Regions from separate parts of the Callithrix jacchus genome. Here region 1 is linked to region 2. The links are chromatin contacts, called in public Hi-C maps. All regions are on one chromosome and are shown on one strand. Each heading gives the region's core, a stretch centred on a gene start, on an enhancer-like site or on the middle of the called end of the contact. The rest is flanking DNA. Distances are from core to core; before and after follow the strand shown.

Evidence for each region. Hi-C and Micro-C count contacts between places; a contact is called where the count stands out from the background.
Region 1: a contact with region 2 is called in a Hi-C map of induced pluripotent stem cells, with 3 times the contacts expected there. The contact joins the enhancer-like site here to the promoter of LYVE1 in region 2. A contact is called at or near these places in 3 of 3 Hi-C or Micro-C datasets (induced pluripotent stem cells and skeletal muscle).

What each region holds. Positions count from the first base shown.
Region 1 is chr10:76,584,335-76,590,299 of calJac240_pri, forward strand. No RefSeq gene overlaps it. Among named protein-coding and RNA genes, the nearest start is that of CTR9, 14 kb to the right of the region's middle. Within about 2 kb of position 3,012, at least 3 of the 16 cell types and tissues checked have an H3K27ac peak or open chromatin away from gene starts, as enhancers often do.
Region 2 is chr10:76,413,106-76,419,233 of calJac240_pri, forward strand. LYVE1 (lymphatic vessel endothelial hyaluronan receptor 1) reads right to left here and starts at 4,651. Exons shown (of 7, transcript XM_009007660.6): 1 at 4,427-4,651; 2 at 1,036-1,083; 3 at 325-496; 4 at 64-203. The coding sequence starts at 4,523.

The DNA.
Region 1 (5,965 bases), core at 1,762-4,261, 170 kb after region 2:
TAAACATGAAAAGTTAAGTAAACATGCAAATAAAACTTGCCTTGTACCTCTTAACCATGTCCCTTTACGTGAAGCCCACCCGGACCAAATCATGTGCAGGAGGCAGTGATGGGTGTGGCAAGTGGCAGTCTGTTCTAGAAGGGCAACCACAAACTTCAGAGCCAAGGAGCCCTGGCTTGGAAGCCCAGGTCCACTCCTTTGTAGCTGAGTGGATGATTCCGTCTCTGAGCCTCATTCATAATCTATAAAATGGCGAAAGCAATGCTTACTTCTTAGGGTGCTTAATTCACTTATTAAACGAATACATTTAAATATATATAATATATGCTGATATATTTGAGTACATTTTACATATAATTATATATTTATATGTAAAATAATGCTGTGCCCTGAGTGCTACCATGTCAGCCAAAGTTTCCTGCTCTTTGAGATTTCCAAACATTAGCTGGAATCTCATCTTGGCCTCTGCAAGGAACAAGATCCATTTAGAGATTTGTTACAGATTTCAATTGTGTCACTTTCCTTTTTAAGGCAAAGCAGCTACAGTGGGCCATGGTTTTAAACACTATTTTCTTCTTCTCTGTTATATACGTAAGGCTCTAAGAACTGTGTCAGGTGCATTGTGGTTACTTTGAGGAAGGAGGGGGAGGAAAGAGCAGTCTTCCCTAAAGAGGAGGCTGGACCCCTCCCAGGCTTTCCCATAAAAAAGTTCTGGGAGCAGTTGATCCATTCTGAGGTTTTCAGATATAAATAGAAAATTGCCAGGTGCAGTGGCCCCTGCCTGTAATCCTAGCTATTCAGGAGGCTGAGGTGGGAGAATTGCTTGAGCCCATGAGTTTGAGCCTATAGTGAGCTATGATCATACCACTGCATCCCAGTATGGGTGACACAGCGGGAAAGAAGGAAGAAAGGAAGGAAGGGAAGGAGGGAGGGTGGGAGGGAAAAGGAAGGGAGAAAGAAAGGGAAAAAGATAGAGAAAGAGAAAAAGGGAGAGAGAGAAAAAGGGAGAGAGAGAAAGAGAAGAAAGAAGAAAAAAGAGAAGAAAGGAAAGCAAGCAAGCAAGAAAGAAAGAAAAAAGAAAATCAAACTCGAATGCCTTAAATGACCAAAACAACCTCCTCTTGGTTCACAAAATCTGAAGTTTAGAGGGCATGTGGGCCTCTGGCACAGGCTGTTGAGAGGCTCCCAGCTTTTTGGGGGCTGCATCTCTGCTTGTCTGAAAGTTTCTCACCCCTGCCTCCCAGTGGGCTTTTTCTAAACCAGCCTTTCCTTGAGGTAGCACATGGCAGCCAAAAGAGTCCAGGGCCACTCACGTCTGGGGATCAGTGTGGTTGTATGCCCACCCCTAAAAAAAATCACAGTGGCCAAGGGAATGCTAAGGGAGCTAGGATTATATTGATGGGTTTAGGCCAATTGGAACTGACCCCTGAAACTAAGAGTTGGTTTGATCCTAGACTTAAACCACATGGCTGCTTTACACAATGGGGTGGGGGTGCAGAAAGGGGGAACCTGCAATGGCAACTGCAGAGGCAACCATAATATTCACCCCAAAGACCCTTCATCCGGGTGAGAGTCGGTGTATCATGTTGAGTGTGTCAGTGTGTACGTGTGATGCGTCAGTGTGTGAGGTGTGTGCTGATGGGTATGAGAGTGTATTGTGCATGTAATGTGACTGTGAGCCTGTGAGTGAAGTGTGTGTGTATATGTATGTTGTGTGTGATTGCATATATGGTGAAGTGTGTATGTATGTTTGTATTACTTGAAAAACCATATGCTGAACTAAGTGTGGATTCCATTTGCGGCCTTCCATTCGTTAAAAAAAAAATTTTTTTTTAATTTTTTTAGAAAGAAAGAAAGAAAAAAGGAATGAAGAAGAGGAAGAAAGAGGAACAAGAAGAGGGAGAGAGAACGGGAGTGTTGCTTTATTGCCCAGGCTAGAATGCAGTCTAAAAATGGGTATTGAAAATTTCTTTTATGCCAATAATTGTGCTTAATAATGGCCAACCAATATTTCATTTAAACCTGTGAGTAGGTGTGATGTGGTACTGATAAGAGTGTATATTTTGTGTATTTAAAGTGGAGAGTTCTATAAATGTTTATTAAGTTTACTTGTTCCAGATCTGAGTTCAAGTCATGGATATCCTTATTAATTTTCTGTCTCGTTGATCTATCTAATATTGAAGTTGAGGTACAGGTGGTTTGAGGTACAGGTGGTTTTTGGTTCCATGGATAAATTCTTTAGTGGTGATTTCTGAGATTTTAGTGCACCCATCACCCCAGCAGTGACACTGCACCTAATATGTAGTCTTTTATCCCCCACTCCCTCCCAACCTTCCCCCCCACTCCCACCAGTCCCCAAAGTCCATTATATCATTCTTGTTGGGACCTTCCTTCTATCCTGACTCTGCTGCTGCCACCTTGCTGGCCCCCAAGGGGCTCCCCCATCCCCCACCCTCACCCCAGTTCATGAGCAAAATCTCTTTTCCCCTAAGCATAGATGGCAGGGTGGAAATTTTAACAACTTTCCTAACAAAAAAGGAGGAGAGAAAGGAACTCCATTCAGAGCGAATAAGAAACCTAGAAAGTCATTTTTGACAATGTATGTCCCTGAGGTAGTAATGACCTCCTATTTCCCCCACCCTGCTGTCTCCCTTAGGGTCTTCCCAGCCCCCTGCCTGGCGCTAACTGCTGGATGCCACCCTAGGACGTTTGTGCCCTCGCAGCCAAGGCCAAAAATCCCAGTTGCACATCTGTACTCACCATTCCACCTCAGGGCCCTCTGTCACCCCCACCCTGTCCTCTGGCCTCTCCTCCCATCTCCTTGGAGAGACTTGGTGACCTTTCCAACAAGGGCCCCACGGTAAGAAAGATGGCTTCCTTCTACTCTGTGGTGAGGATCGGCAGGTGTAAACACACATAGGAACATTGCCTCAAGCGCTCCAACAGCGCACTCTAGAGTCCTACAAAGGACTAGACAAAACAAGGTCATCTTCCCAAGTCCCAGCCCAGTACCTGGCCGCCCACCCCTTGCTCCGCCCAGGGCCCGCTCCAACCGGCAGATCCCGCTCCCTCCGGCAGATCCCAGTCCAGCGCAGCCCTCTACTGCCCTCTGCTGGGTTCTTGCCTACACAGCCCGGGGCTCGCCAGCCACCAAGAACACCTGGGCTTTTGGCCAAGCTTTTCATGTTCTTCTGCCGTCTGGAGACTGGAACAGGTTCACCAATATTTTCACCCACCCATCACTCCTCAGTATGCTGCAACCTGTGAAAAGTCACCTAGTCGTTCTGAGTCTCATGTCCTCCATTTTTTTTTTTTTAAAAAAAAAAAGCAAAACAGAGGTTATAACCGCTACCTCACAGGACCAGGGTGAAGATTAAAAGGACTGACTCATTCATTCATGAGTCATATGTTTATTGCACCCCTACTGTTTGCTAGACACTGGGTTGGTACTAAGGATACAAAAAGAAATTATCCCTGCCCGAATGGTGCTTACTGCTCTGTGTACACAAATATATAGTCGTGAATCATGATAAAGGAACTCAGTAAGATGCTGGGATAGACTAAGATGAGGGGAAGCTTCGGGGATGATAAGGAGGCAACTCGAGCATGAATACGAGTCACACCAAAGGGATAAGGGGTTTTGGGGCGGGTCTTCCAGGCAGAGGGGCAAGAAGACCCCAGAAAAGGTGACAGAGGTGGGGAGTAGCTATAGCTGGAGGGTGGCCAGAGAGGGCAGGGTCTTGATGAAAATGGAAAGGAGTCTGGACTTTATTCCAAGTGCTGTGGGAGCCATGGAAGGGTCGAGAAGTGGGGTTGTAAGGCAGTGGCCCACGTCTGTAATCCCAATACCTTGGGAGGCCAAGGCAGGCAGATCACCTGAGGTCAGGAGTTCGAGACCAGCCTAGCCAATGTGGTGAAACCTCGTCTCTACCCCCGCCCATACAAAAATTAGCTGGGCATGGTGGCAAGCACCCGCAGTCCCAGCTACTCAGGAGACTGAGGCCAGGGAATTGCTTGAACCCAAGACAGGGAGGTCACTGGGTAACCACTTGGGAATTCTCATCTATTCCCAAGATTGCATCACTGGGTGACACAGGGACACTCTGTCTCAAAAAAGAAAGAAAGAAAGAAAGAAAGAGAAATTAAAAACAAAAAAAGGAATAGGGTTTTGAGATCGTGCCCTCCTGCTCTCCCTGCCACGCAGCTCGCCAGTGTCCTGAAGGCTCCTTCTTCTCCACACATCTCTAAATACTGATGCTCCCCTAGGCCTGGGCCTGGACCCTCTTTTCTTCTCTCTCCAACTCTCCTTCTCCTCCACCATCTCCCTCATTCCTATGATTCTGAATAACATTTCTATTTGGGTTGGTGTATTAACCTAGACCCCTCTTTCTGGGTCCAGATCCACACATATCAAAGAACTTCCTCTGCTCTCTGCTTTTCGATTTCTCAGATCTCTCAAACTTAACATCTCAACCCTGATTTAATCCTGGCATAGTCACTGCCAAACCTGTCTTCCCCATCTCAGCAAAAGGTGTCACTTGCTGAGACTTTATAATATAGATAAGCTCAACTATTTTAAACACACATACAATGTTTTTTAGTGGAGACAAGGTCTTGTTATGTTGTCCAGACTGTTCTGAACTCCTGAGCTCAGATGATCCTCCTGCCTCAGCCTCCCAGAGTGCTAGAATTGTGGGTGTGAGCCACTGCACCTAGCCAATGATATTTTTTAAAGTCCCACAGCTGTCCCCTCCTCATAACAGACGGAGTGATGAGGTCATCCTCTGGGAAATTGGAGCATGTCAGTTTCCTGCTTCAAATTCATTAAAGGCTTCCCTTTGTGCTTAAGACAAAACCAAGCTCCTCACCATGGTCTACAAAGTCCTACAAAATCTGGCCTAGCTTTCCCATCCCATTTCATATCCTTCTCTCCCTTGTTTAATGTGCTCACCACTGCCCTTTTTATTTTTTCGTTTAACCTCCTGTATGCAAGCCAGGCTGCTTTCTGCCTCCAGCTATTGCACATGCAGCTTCCTCTACCTGAAATGCTCCTGCCTCATCTCCATGAAGCTGGTTACTTCTTATTCTTCAAATGTCAGCCTACATGTCACCTAGTTAGCAAAATATTCTCCATTTGCCACATCTAAAGTATGTCCACTTCTAGGTCTAGCCTTATATCAAAACATATTTTGAGGCTGAGCGCAGTGGCTCACGCCTGTAATCCCAGCATTTTGGGAGGCTGAGGTGGGCAGATCATGAGGTCAAGAGTTCAAGACCAGCCTGGCCAACATAGTGAAACCCCATCTCTACTAAAAATACAAATTAGCTGGGCATGGTGGCGGGCACCTGTAATCCCAGCTACTCGGGAGGCTGAGGCAGGAGAATCGCCTAAACCTGGGAGGCAGGGGTTGCAGCGAGCAGAGATTGCACCACTGCACTCCAGCCTGTGCAACAGTGTGAAACTCCATCTCAAAAAAAAAAACAAAAAAAGTATTTTGAAACTTCAGCAAGTAAAGCAATTAGATATGAGAAGAAATTCATGAAACCAAAGAAATATCAGAAGTAGGCTCAAATGCACAGGGAATTTAGTGTAATGTAAAGGTGAGATTTGGAGTTACTTGGGAAAAGAGAGACTAGTAAACAAATGGTGATGGTACAACTGGTCAGTACCTGTTAAGATGACGAGGGCAAGCTCCTGACTCTCTCCTTACACCCAACAATGGTAGTGAATCAAATATTTGTAATAAATAAATAAAATATCTTAAAATGTGGATCCATTTATTACAAATCTAAGAAAGGTGAAGTTTTTTTTGAAAAGGCCAAAACCCAGAAGCCATAAAACAAAAAATTAATATATTTGTCTAAGTAGCAATCTAACTCTGATATGAAAAATGAAGGAAAAGTAACACAACTACATCAAAAGACTCAGTTCAAAAACAAGGAAAACAGTCCTCGCACCTTGGGA
Region 2 (6,128 bases), core at 3,401-5,900:
ACAGGTCTCAGAGTGAGAGATACGCAGAGAATGCCATGTGGAAAGGCTGCAGGTCGGACTCACCAGATGAGTTGTAACAATAGGCTGCAAACTGTCGGCTCACTGGAACTTTCCAAATCAGGACACCCATCCCATTTTTCCCACACTTGGGGTTTGGAATAATCCTAGAGATGACCACGAATCCATCTCCAACCCAACCATAGCTGTAAAAGAATATACACTAGTTGAACAGAAAAATGATTAGAAGGCATCATTTCTATTGCTGAACAAGAATACAGAGCCAAAAGAACTTCAGCAGTGACAGTGAAACTAGCTGTTTCTCACCTGCAAGTCTCAAAGCTAGCCTTCCAGGCTGTTTCAACCTGGTCCTTGCTGGCCAAAGTTAGTCCCAGCAGCCTACAGGCCTCCTTAGCTTCAGTGAAAGTCAGCTGTGGGTTTGCCTTTTTGTTCACGAGGGTGATCCCCATAATTCTGCATGACACCTGGATGGAAAGCTCTGCAAAGGAATCACGTAGGTTCTCAGTTTGCTGCTGTCTTTGTTCCCAGCCCTTAGGCTCTCCTTCCTAGCAGAGCATATTGTCTTGAGGCAGCAGGAAGATCTGTCTATCTGGCTGGGACTGGGGTTTAGAAATAACAGGACACAGACCAGGCTTTTTCCACAAGGACAGTCTGCTAGGCTAGATAGATACTTGTTCTTGTCCAAGCTTAAATCTCACCCAGTTAAGTCTATCCCACCCTACTGCATTAAGACGCCCTGCTCATCACATGGGGGTTTTGGCTACGAGTGGCTGGGGTGCAGTCTCAGGGATGTAGTTACTGCAAACCTTTGTGGAGTCTGTAAAATGAAGCATCTGAGACTTTGAGAAAGATAGAAATTCAGGATTCTAGTTAAGATAATAGTTGGCAATACCCCAAACCAATGTGGTTTGGGGAAACCACTATTTCTGAGATGGGCTGAACATGTCACACTTGTTAGAGCAGAAAGTGAGTGCTCTCAGTTGCAGGTCTTCCCTGGCCATTGGGGGGCAGGCTTACTCAGAAGTTCCTGGAGGAGCTGGCAGTAAACCTTGAATGGCAGAAAAGCTAAATAAAGAAAGCAGAATTTTAGAGTCAGACTTGGGCTTAGATCTAGCATATGCCACTTGCTAGCTCTGTGACCTTAGCCTAGATACCTCATCCCTTTAATCTTCAGCTCTTTGAGCCTCCTTATGTATAAATTCAGAAAGTAACAGTGTCTACTGAATAGGGTAGAGAAAGTTAAATGAGTAAATGCTAATAAAAGTGGTTAGCATAGTGCCTGCCACATGGTAGGTGCTTAATAAATCATATCTAATATTATCATTACCCTTGAAGCATGTTAGTTTTGGTCCGCTAATGACTGATTACCCTGTAGAAGCTGAGGCAGTTGAATAGGTAAGATATGAATGATATTTCTACTCAAAAGTTAATGGATTTGGGAATTCTTTTGAATCCTTTTCTCTGTGTTCAGTGATGTATAGACCTGTATGAAATTGTCCAGCTGTACTGTATTCAAGTACATGATTCCTACTGAGCTTCATTCATGAACATCCGTAACAGGACATTTAAATCTCTCAAGTAATTGCTTGTACACAGCTCTGTGTATTGAATGTTTAGTCAAAAGCTTTGAGCACTTTCCAGATTGATATCTAATGGAAGTTTCTTTTTGCAGACAAGTTTCTAAGTCCTCCACGTGAATCTTGCTGTGGTGGCAGATTAGGAGCACACACTCAATCATGCCTGATTCTAAAACCTCAGTTCCTTTTTTTTCCTTCTTCTCTCCCAAGAGGTGGATCTTGCTATGTTGCTCAGGCTGGTCATAAACTCCTGGGCTCAAGCAATCTTCCTACCTCAGCCTCCCTGAGTAGCTGGAACTACAGGTGTGCACCACTATGGCCAAGTAAGAACCTCAGTTCTTTTTGTCTTGTCTTTTCTTTTTTGAGACAGTCTCGTTCTATCACACAGGCTGGTATGCAGTGGCATGATTTCGGCTCAGTGCAACCTCTGCCTTCCAAGTTCAAGCAACTCTCATGCCTTAGCCTCCTGAGCAGCTGGGAGTACAGATGCAAGACACCATGCCTGCCTAATTTTTGTATTTTTTGTAGAGATGGGGTTTCACCATGTTGGCCAGGCTGGTCTCGAACTCCTGACCTCAGGTGATCCACTCTCCTTGGCCTCCCAAAGTCCTGGGATTACAGGTGTGAGCCACAGCACCCAACCTGGCCCCCAGTTCTTAACTATGACACTGTTCTACCTTTCACAGTGCTATAAGGAAATGAACACACACACACACACACACACACACACACACACACCAGGCTGAACACTCTGAACACACAATTTACCCTGAAATTTGGCTCCTTTAGCTCATGAGGTTGCTGTTACTCAAGTCTCTCAGGCTACTTCTTTGGGAATAGATTGCAGAGGTTTATTTGTCACACTATCAAGTGGTCTTATTGCCCTCTCATATTTCATTTGTACTCTAGATGCTATTATTTAGAGCAATGATAGACATACTCTAGGTGAACAGACTTAGCTTTGAATATTTTTTCTATTGTTAACTGGCTGCTGGGACATCAGGCAAGTCAGCATTCTCATCTGAAAAATGGGGACAGATATGTCTACTTCACATGATTTTTATCAGAATTAAATTAGATAACTTGTACCTAGCAGAGGCGGGCCCCAGTAGGAAGTCAACAGCATTAGTCATTTTATGCTTTCCTATTTCATTTAGGGATCAAATGAGGAAGCTGGAATCTAAGGGGTACTCTAGTAATTCCTTTCTTAAGATTTCTCAGGAAACAGCAAACATAGTAGAAATAGTATATGCTTAGGAATTAGATATAGGGATATGGTATTAGATAATAGCATGTGCTTAGGAATCAGATAGAGCTGAATTCAAACCCAATATTTATTATGTATGACCTGCATGACATTGGGCAAGTCACTTCATCTATAAACGGTCTTCTTGAGAGGATTAAATGAAGTTGTGTGTACACACGTAGCTTTGGACTGCTATATAATTGGCCCTCAAAAATGGTTCCTATCCCCATTCACTTACCCTCATCAGCTACCTTGTTCTGCAGGAACGGTTATCATGACTTTTGGTTGTTTTCAAAAATGTAATTTCCTTAGGAAATTTTTTCCCTTGCTGAGGATGGTCTAGAGTGTGATGGAGTCATTTTCATTTTTTCTTTTTGAGACGGAGTTTCGCTCTTGTTACCCAGGCTGGAGTGCAATGGTGCAATCTCGGCTCACCACAACCTCCGCCTCCTGGTTTCAGGCAACTCTCCTGCCTCAGCCTCCTGAGGATGGAGTCATTTTCAAAGTGTCCAATAGTTTGAATAATGGCAGCATTGTGGGGAAAAACAGTGTTCCCAGAGGATTTGAAAGAGGACCAAACTTATTTAAAAGTAACAGTATTTTTAAAAACTAATCATATAACTCTGACCTCCCTTATAAAATTTAATGCAACAATATATAAATCAACTCTGAATGTCTGTTTCTAGCGTATTTTAGATCTCAGGTCATCTTCCAGCATGGGAACGCACATTTTCCTTTTAAAGTGCTCAGATTTTCATTTGCCCAGAGCTGCAATGAGTGATTTGTGGTTACAGTGTTTTGCCTACAGTGTGGAATGAGGTTTTCACTTAGGCATCTCAAAAGCCCAGCAATCACTTTAAGTCATTCCTTTAGTAGACAACCGATGGCTTACTTTTCAAACTTATATTTTTACAGACTTTTTTTTCAGTTAACTTACTATTTGCTGAATATTTTTTAAAACATTGCATTTCATTCATGGTATGATAAAACTAAAATTAAAATAATTATGCTAACACTCTCAAAAACATAAAAATAGGCCAATTTTAGTAAAAGGTACCCGTTATTCCCAAGCTTAGGGATTGCTTTAAATTTTTTACAATCGCAGTTTGCTTCTTCAATGAAATACTTAAAAAAAATTATTACTTCTGGATGCAATGGCTCATGCCTATAATTCCAGTACTTTGGTAGGCTGAGGCAGGAAGATCACTTGAAGCCAGGAGTTCAAGACCAGCCTGGGCAACAAAGGGAGATCCTGTTGCTACAAAAAAATTTAAGCACCACCCACACAAAAAAGACTAAAAATCAAATGATTCCGCTTCAGGATTGTATTTCAAAATGTTCTCATTAAAAATATTCCATAACCAAAAATAAAAGTTGAGATGATACAAAGGTAAATGTCAATTATTTTTGTGAAGTTGACAATATGGTGTAATATTTTTGGCAGAGCAATACCACCAGTTAGACCTGCTGTTGACATTGAGGGTCACCCTCATTCCCAGAAATCCATCATCAACAGCTTAGGAGGCTTAGGACATTTTGCAAGATCTTACTTTGCTTCAGTTTAGAAATCTGGTAAGAAACCTACCTTCTGTATGCAAAGAGCCTTGGACCAGGAGCTTCGTGGTCCAGATGGAAGCAAGAAGCAACAGCAGGCTGAAGCACCTGGCCATCGTGCCTACCATGCCTTCAGAGTCAGGGAAGCACCTCAGATGGCCACCAGTGGTATGAGAGGCAGATGCTCAATCACTAGTCTGGATGGAGAGTTCTGGAACTATGTTGAGGCTCTCACTCACTGCTCCACTTCATAACTGAGACATCCGGATTTCCCTGCTTTCAAGCTTCTGACTTGTCAAGGTCACTGGGGGAAATGAGTGACGTCTCTTGAACGCCCAGGCTGTACTTTGTGGATGGCCCTCTGGAAAATTTAGCTAATGCTGACTCAGAAAACACACAAATGAGGAAGGCAGATAGCACAATGTGAACTGCTAAAGGTTCTCCCAATTCCCGTATTCTCTGCCATTCCCCCTCCCCCAGCAGCTCAGTTCTCACACCATTCACTGCTTTTGCCTGTGGAGTCCATCATTTATGCATACCTAGAAATGTCTTTGTCCCCAAAGGAGACTGAGTATAGGTTGTGCCTCTTTTCCTCCCACAATCAGCGATTTTTCCACCCAGCTGCTTGGCCTTGTGATCTGCAGGGTATGAAGCTGAAGCTCATGGAAGTAAATGTCCATTTAAACACGGAGTCTAGAACCTTCATGCCTTCCTTCGCATCCCTTTTATGCATTTGAAATCTCTACACCACTACAGTGATTTATCTTTCAAAGAAACTAGGCACATATAAACATTCACATTTACATAACACACCTAGGAGGGCAATTAACAAAATTAAACATTTTACACTTTACACAAGGATTTTTAACTTTACGACAGTAATCATTCCGGGGGTCCTTTATAAAATAACTTTCTCTTAATAACTTCTTTAATATTCTGATAGGCCAGAATTCAGTTCACGCTCCACCTTTCTTGTTCGATGAATGTGAGGTTTATCTGTTTTTCCTCAGCAGCGTGCACTCTATGTTTTTCCAGCTGGCTATTCAGGGGCGTGTGCTTCATGGTCATTATGGAGTTCTGCCTTGTGAGCAATGTCTTGAGCGAAGGCTTATGAGATTTTTCTAAAATGAATGTCTTTTATAGGAAAAATATATGGATAACAAGTGGTTTTTGTTTTTTTTACATAAGTAGTACTGGTCATAAAGTTAGATGTCTGTGTAGAAAATATCAATAACAAAAAGAGAATCTGCTCTGAACAAATGCAGGGAACTTCTAAGAGACCAGGGAAACAGCCTTTACATGTCTCCAATATAGACCTCATTACTAGGGTGAGACAAGCCCTAGTTCCTCAGAAACATTCATGACTCTATCATCAAGGTACCAGGAAGACAGACAGGCAGAGTCCCAGCCTCGTCATCATTATTCTTAAAGACTAACACCATGGCTGAAAGAGAGCTAGTTTTCTAGCATTTGTTCAATTATTACAAAAAGAGTGAAGGAAGACAGGAAGGGGAAAAACGAATCATGAAAGGCAAGGCCTTGTGTAAAGGGGGAAAACGAGAGTCACAGCGATCACCAGCCATAGAATTTCTGGAATACCAACAAAGAGACCTTCGAAAGGCTGCTGTACCAGCTCTCTATTGCTGTCCAACAAATTGCCATAGACGTAGTGGCTTAAAACAGTACTCATTGATCATTTCACAGCTTCTTGATTTGATTCTGATCTGCTTTCT